2 separate regions of the Mus musculus genome follow, and region 1 is linked to region 2. A link is a contact called in public Hi-C data. All regions are on one chromosome and are shown on one strand. The core of a region is the stretch at or near the end of the contact, and the rest is flanking DNA. Distances in the headings are between cores, read along the strand shown. Region 1 has its middle 16 kb from the start of Eif4a3l1. Region 2 has its middle 22 kb from the start of Grin2b.

What was found. Hi-C and Micro-C count contacts between places; a contact is called where the count stands out from the background.
Region 1: a contact with region 2 is called in a Hi-C map of cortical neurons, with 2.2 times the contacts expected there. The contact joins two enhancer-like sites. A contact is called at or near these places in 8 of 484 Hi-C or Micro-C datasets (cerebral cortex, cortical neurons, embryonic stem cells and 3 more).

What each region holds. Positions count from the first base shown.
Region 1 is chr6:136,341,892-136,345,589 of GRCm38.p6, reverse strand. No RefSeq gene overlaps it. Among named protein-coding and RNA genes, the nearest start is that of Eif4a3l1, 16 kb to the right of the region's middle. Within about 2 kb of position 1,544, at least 17 of the 459 cell types and tissues checked have an H3K27ac peak or open chromatin away from gene starts, as enhancers often do. A contact at or near this core is called in cortical neurons, where this site is marked.
Region 2 is chr6:136,193,226-136,197,000 of GRCm38.p6, reverse strand. No RefSeq gene overlaps it. Among named protein-coding and RNA genes, the nearest start is that of Grin2b, 22 kb to the right of the region's middle. Within about 2 kb of position 2,155, at least 4 of the 459 cell types and tissues checked have an H3K27ac peak or open chromatin away from gene starts, as enhancers often do. A contact at or near this core is called in cortical neurons, where this site is marked.

The DNA of each region.
Region 1 (3,698 bases), core at 295-2,794, 150 kb before region 2:
TGGGGCTGTGGGTTGGGCTTTGAGAGCCAGAGCGCACATTCTAGGCAGCCCTCCTAGTTCTGTTTCTTTGTGATACAGCCAGTACTGGAGAGCAGAGGGAGCTAATGGCCAAGGGAGTCCTCTCAAACACTGGCAGGAGGCCGGCAGAAGGGCCATCAGGTGGACTTGCTACAGGAGCGTCAGGCTATTGAATCTAGCAGGAAGTCCTTCCTCCTGGCACCAAGCTTGCCTTCTTCAGTGATGTCCCCTCCCATCTCAGCTCCCTGGCCCTGAGGCTGTCCCTCTGGCCTGGTCTCACAACCAAGCTGTGGTCCAGTAACCCAAATGCCATCTGCCATACTGTATACTCTGCCCTTCCCCTCCACGTCAGCCAGTGGGGCTAGAATTCACAGGCCCGCCCTGAAGAGTTGGCTTGGAGGGCAGTAGGCTCTGAGCAGAGCCAGCAGGAGCTCTACGGGAAAGGACACGGGACAGGGCAGGATGGACCCATGAACCTGGTTGCAGATGTTTGAAAAAGAAGGAGTATGCTGAAAGGTGACAAGTCTGAGGAACGGACAGAGAACGCAGCCGGTCACAGTGAATTTCACTGTGTATGAGACAGGGGCATGGGTAGCCAGAGAAACTGTTATCAGAGGCAGGTTTCTCCTAGCTTGTGGGTCTTGGGGGTTAAATTCAGACCGCAGCCTTGGTAGGCGGTTACCTTAACCTGCTGAGCCATCTTGCAAAGCTCCAAATTTTAGACAAAGCCTCACATTTATTATTTTGAAAAGAGACAACTTGTGCTGTGTGTGGTGGCACGTGCCTGTGATCTCAGAGTCTGAAGCAGGAAGATCAACACATGTGCAAGGCCCACCTTAGCCTCAGTAAATTGTGGGCTGACACCACAGGGCTACCGTGCAAGACTGTGTTTTTTTTTTTTAAAAAAATCCCCCTCAAACATTCAAAAGAGAAAAAGAGAATACATTAATCTGATCCATGACCAAGAAGGCCACCATCAACAAAAGGGCTAAGAAAATCAGTATCATTTTCATATTTTTACAATTCTATCTCTTCTCTCCCCTCTCCTCACCTCCTCCCCCTCTCCTCTTGCTATTGTGTGGTGGCCAGAGGACAACTTGGTTTTGTTCTCCTTTTGCCACATGGGTGCTGGGGATCGAACTTCGGTTTTCAGGCTTGGTGGTGGGGCCTGCTGCTGAACCCACACTTTTATTTCTCAAGTAAGGCTCTTGCTTTGTAGCATATGTTGGCTTGAAATCCACAATTCTCCTGCCTCAGCATCCTGAGTATTGGGACTACAGGCCTGCATCATACCTATCCACTTGTAATCTTAATTTTAATCACGGTGAAGAAAAGTAGGAGAAAAATAAAAACCAATTAAGGAAGAAGAACCAGAGCTGAGAAGAGGCCGCAGAAACCGATTTGGAGGAACAGTGAACCCCAGCGAACCTCAGGGCAGGACTTCCTCCCAGACATTCCCTCTCCACTGTGCCTTTACGTAATGAGAACAGGCTAATGCTGGGGAGTCAGAAAAATATCACTCAAGATCCAACTAAAGATAAGTAACAGCAAAGATGTATCTAGTCCCCGGCAAGCTACTGACGTTGCATAGCAACAACTGCCTGGTTTTATTTCTGTCACAGGATTGCCATAAGGAAGCTTTGAAATTAAGTTTCTTTTCTTCCTTTTTCTTCTTCTTCTTCTTTTTTTCTTTTTAAACAAACAAGGTAGCATACCTCACTGTACAAGTCACCTTAGTCAGGCCTTAGAGCAGGGGGGGGGGAGAAAGGTTTTAGTGAACTCTCTGGCCTGTTCTCCAGCAATGATGGTGGTAACCACATCAGAGGGGTTTTACTCCTTTTCTTCAGATGGAGAAACATCAGAATCCCTCAGCCAAGGTCCCCAAGCCAGTGCAGGTAGAGTTAGGACTGGAACCATTCCCACCCCTCCCCACTGCTGTCTTTGGCCTGAAATCCAGTGGTACCTCAGACATCTTCCATACCGTAGCAAGATGTGGATCTGCCCCGGACAGGGGCAACAACTCCCACTCCTTCTGAGGTGTCAGGAAGTCTTAGCTGGACATGTTCGCACATGTCTGTAATCCCAGCACTGGTGGGTCTGGGGCAGGAGGATAACCATAAGTCTGAGGTCAGCCTGGGCTACATAGTCAAGATTAAATTAAATTAAAGGGGGTGGGGGTGGGGAGACTGTTCAGCCAGTAAAATATGTCTATGACAGGCTAGTTGTACTTTTTGTAAGTGTGTGTGTGTGTGTGTGTGTATGTGTGTGTGTGTTGTAAGTGTTTAATGTGTGCACAGGTCCACATCCATATGTATACACTTGTCTGCAGAAGCTATGGGTTGACATCTTGTCTTCCCCTGTGTTTCTCACCCTTACTTTGAAAAGTATTTATTATTATTATTATTATTATTATTATTATTATTGTCGAAAAAGACAAGGTTTCTCTGTATAGCCCTGGCTGTCCTGGAACTCACTCTGTAGACCAGGCTGGCCTCGAACTCAGAAATCCACCTGTCTCTGCCTCCCAAGTGCTGGGATTAAAGCCATGTGCCACCACTGCCTGGCCTATTTTTATTATTTTTAATTATATGTATGCTTGTATGTCTGTGTGGGGGTTGTGCACACAGGTACCCATGGAGGCCAGAGGCACTGAATATCCCTAGGAACTAACTCAGGAGTCTGTGGGAGCCCCAGTAGCTCTTCACGGCTCTTCTATTTTTTTCCCCCGGGAGCAAAGCTCCTTCCATAGTTTCCGGTACTGAGAGTTACAGACAGAGAATAAGGAGCTGATCAAGAAACAAAAGTTCCTGGGCTTGGGAGCAGCTCAGGGGAAGATGATTTGCCAAGCTTGTGTGAAGCCCAGGGTTGGATCTCCAGAGCTTGGAGCAGCTGTAAAGTTATTGAAAAGATCCATATGAATCAGGACATTGGCAGGCACTTCTAGTACCCCTTCTGCCCCTGTCTTGGAGATTTGTTATAGAATTCACTTCTAACTGCACATGCTCCGTGGTTGTTACTGGTCAGATCAGGAGGACAGACACTGGGCATCTGTCATGTGTTGGTCCTCAAGGTGGGCACCAGGCATAGAGAACTGATCACTCATAACTACTAATCAAGAAATATTAGCTGGGGCTGGTGGTGCTTGCTTGTAATCCCAACACTAGAGAGTCTGGGGCAGGAGGGTCACCATAAATTTGAGGTCAGCCTAGGCTACATAGTCAAGAAATTAAATTAAAGGGGTGTGGGTTGGGAGTGGGGAGATGGCTTGGCTAGTAAAATAGCAGCAGCCGCACCAGAAGGAGGACCGGAGTTCAGATCACCAGCACCCATTTAAAAGACGTGCATGTGTGCCACCGCAACCCCAGGGCTGGGGATGGCAGCAGAGACAGAAAACCACAGAAGCCATTGCCTAGCCAGTCTAGGCAAATTAGTTAGCTCCAGGTCCATGAGAGGCCTTGTCTCAGAGAACAACACGGTGGGAAGTGGAGATGGCTCAGTGGGTAAAGGACTGACAGACAGGAGTTTGGGTCATCCAAACACATGTAAAAACTGGACAGGTATGGGGGGTATCCCTTTAGTCCCAGCACTTAAGAAGCCCTCCTGGACAGCTGGACCACTGAGAATCGGTGAGCCCTGGGTTCAGGGGAGACTCTCCTTCAATAGAGTGCTGGGGGATCGGG
Region 2 (3,775 bases), core at 906-3,405:
GGCAAAAGGGAATCTTGGTCTTTGAACCAATTTCTAAACATGAGCCAGTTTGCAGACTCAGAATCCTTTGAACGAAGGGACAGCCAGTTTCCCTTAAGAAGGGGCCTTGATAAAATACCTATGAGTTTTACTGTTGTTAGCCTTTCTCCAGTCCTTCCCCAGAGGAACCTCTAGGCTTCTATAATGGCACCTATACAACGGGAGAAAGAAAACAACTGTACTTTCTAAAGTTTATTGAATGCTGGTGCAGAATTTACATTGATTCTGGGAAACCCCAAGAAGTATGTGGCTCTCCAGTTAAAGTAGAGGCCAATGGAGATCAGGTATTTGTTGAGTTTTGGCTGAAGTCCAACTCATGGTGGGTTCAGTGTGTTCCCATACTCATCCCGTGGTAACTTCTACAGTTCCAGAAGGTGTAATTGAGATATTCTTAGAAGTTGGCAGAATTCTCAGATTGGTTCTCTGAATTATGGAATGAGGGCTATTATGGTTGGAAAGGTAAAATGGAAGCCTTTAGCATTGCCTCTGCCATGGAAAGTAGTGAATCAAAACAATATTGTGTTCCTGAAGGAACTGCAGCAATTAGAGCTACCAGCAAGGACCTGAAAGATACAGAGGTCACGGTTCTCACCACGTCTCCATTTAAGTCTCCTAACTGGCCAGTGCAGAAGACAGATGGATTGTAGAGAATGACAGCTGACTTTGACTGCAGCTGCTGGACCAGATGTGTTGTCCTTATTTGAGCAGATAAACTCTTATCTTGGTACATGGTAGGTAGCTGTTGATCAGCAAAATGTCTTTTTCTCAGTACCCATCCATAGGAACCATCGGAGGCAATTTGCTTTCAGTTGTCAAGGTCAGTAGTATTTACAATTTTACCTCAAGGATATATTAATTGTATCATAAAGGGATCTTGATTTTCCATAAAATATCAAATGATTCACGGTATTAACATTATGCTGGTTGGAACAAGTGAGTAGGAGTTAGCAACCCCTTTGGACTTGTTAGTAACATATATGTGCATTAGAGAATGGGGAAAATAATTGAAGGGCCTTCTACTTCAGCGAAATTCCTAGGAGTCTCGTGCTGTGAGGCATGCAAAGATATTCCCTCTAAGGTGAAGAATAAATTATTTTATCTGGCCACTATCACCACCAAGAAAGAAGCAAATGTTTAGTGGGCTTACTTGGATTTTGGCAATAGTATGTTTTCTACTTGGGTGTTACTACAGCCCATACACCAAGTAACTCAGAAAGCTGCTAGCTTTTTGTGGAGCCTGGAACAAAAGAATGATCTTCAACACATCCAGGCTACTGTGCAGGCTGCTCTACCACTTGAGCCATATGATCCAGTAGACCTGATAGTATTCGAGGTGTCAGAGGGAGAGGAATACTGTTTGGAGCCTTTGGCGTGCTCCAAGAGGTGAATCACAGAAGAGACCTTGGAATTTTGGAGACAGGTTCTACAATCATCTGTATTGCCCATCATCAAATATTGTCCTTTTGAGAGACAGCTTTTGGACTGCTATTGAGCCTGCGTAAGAACTGAATATTTGACAGTATGAATACAGCTATTTTCCCTGGTAAGACCAGGGATATTTCCCATCCTCCAAGGACACATTTATACCCCTTTCATTAAGAATAAAACCTTTATCCTCTAAGATGACTCTGGATCTACATGTGATTCCTAATGGTCTCTCTATAAGAACTTTAGATCAAAGCTACCACCTTGACAGTAAGATAAGAGTTGAAGTTTAGAGAGAACATTCTGGAAAGCTTTTGCTGAAAATTCTTCATGTTTTCCACAAATGGGTTTCAATGAAAAAGGAGGAAGGATGGCTCCTTTGTGGAGGGATGGTGAGAGAGCCTCTTTCACCCTAAAAATGGTCACAAACTCCAGGACCCAGCAGCAGCTGTGGAGTCCAGAGGAGGAGTGAGCAGGGAGAACCTCATTCTATTCTATTCAGTTGCATCTCCCTGGTCTCTGTCTCCTCTGATCCTTTGCCTCCTGCCTTGCTGAAATGAGCACAGGAAAGAAAGCTAACATGTCAAAAACCCAAACCCTGCAAAATATAGAATTGGTCTCATTATGTGTCTTTCCTGACATACACCCATGCAGGAGTCATCTTAGAGACGCCGTTGAATATTCAAAAGTTTGAGCATAAGAGGAGGTTTTATGGTATTCTGTTCTCTCTTGGAACGTGATAGTTCTTCGCATATGTTTGATTTAAGAAAAGAAACACTAAAATGGAAAGTCATCCAACTGTGGAAGGGAAAGAGTGAGTCTTGGAAGTGATTTTGGAACACAATTTGGAGAGGGTTAAGAGTTTTGTGGCTCGCTAATTAACATCATTTTAAAGAAAAATTTACATGTGTAAATATTAGTACAACTTGAAGGAGTAGAGAGTTGATTACAGGGAGGTCAACAAAACATTGTCCATGCCCATTGCTCGGTTGTTTCAGGCATTTCCTGTCTCTTTTGGGCTGAAATTAAGGGCTTCAGCCACTGATTTTCTTTTTGTCATTCTATGTAAGTGTGGTTTTGTGACATGTGATTCTGATGTAGTCCATATGTCACACAAGATATATTTAATGTGGTTTGCATCTGTAGTATATTAAATGGCAGCGATGCTAAAAGGATTAAGATACAATGGGGCATAGAGTTAAGGGCATCACGACTTAAACAGAAACATGAACTAACCCTTCACAAAAAGCAGAAATTATGCTGGAAGCAACAATTATCTATTCATAGGGTGAATGACGGACAGGGGATGCATATAGACTCTGTTCTAGTTCCACTCAGTCCCATGAGATCTGTTTTATAGCCATGGGATAGCCCATGTGAGGATGTGGGTGGTATAGCCTTTCCCACTGTCGTGGAATTAACAGAATGTATCTTCAACCCTACTTTGCTAAGATTTAGCAAACAGCCAGCATCCTTCATAAGACCGCGTGCTTCATCTATGCTGATCCTGTCGGAATTAATCCTGTCAGTGATGAGAAAGTTGAAAGATTTTTAAATGAGAGATGCCATGGATAGTGTGCCACAAGGAATAGGGTTGAGTCTGTAGGGTGGAAAAGCAATTTAGAGTCCACTGTTATTGTTAATCTAATATATATAATTACATATGGAACTTCAGCAATGAAAATGATCTTCGGAAATTATTATTGTACAGCTTGTAGTCTTAAACCCATGAGAGTAATGTGTTTAATTGGGAAATGAATTCCATACTGGCATAAATATTGTTTCAGCAAACTTTCTGATGCAGTATTTTTCTATAATGGGGACGAGAGTTCATAGGTCAGCAGGGACTTCCCCAACAAGAAACTGTGTTGTTCTCTTAACTTGGAAGAGATTGGTGTCTGTTCCTGTTGGAGAAAAGAGAGAAACTTAAAACTACTATAAGACAATGGGCCTTTTCTGAACAAAGTGGATTATTATTGCTCTCTATTTCCAATGAGATCTTGGTATTCCAGTTAATTTTCTATTGCTGTGATAAGACACCATGACTAAAGCAACTTATAAAAGAAAATATTTAATTTGAGCTTGTAGTATAAAAATGTTAGAGTCCATGATAGCAGAGCAAAGGTGTGTTGACAGGAGCAGCTGAGAGCTTATGTCTTAATCCACAAGTATGAGGGAGAGAGACAGACACAGGGAACCCCCCTCATCCAGTCACACCTATTTCTACAAGGCCACACCTCCGAATCCTTCCCAAATGGTTGTACCAAACTTAAGATCAAGTATCCATACATAAAGAGCATATGTGGTCTGT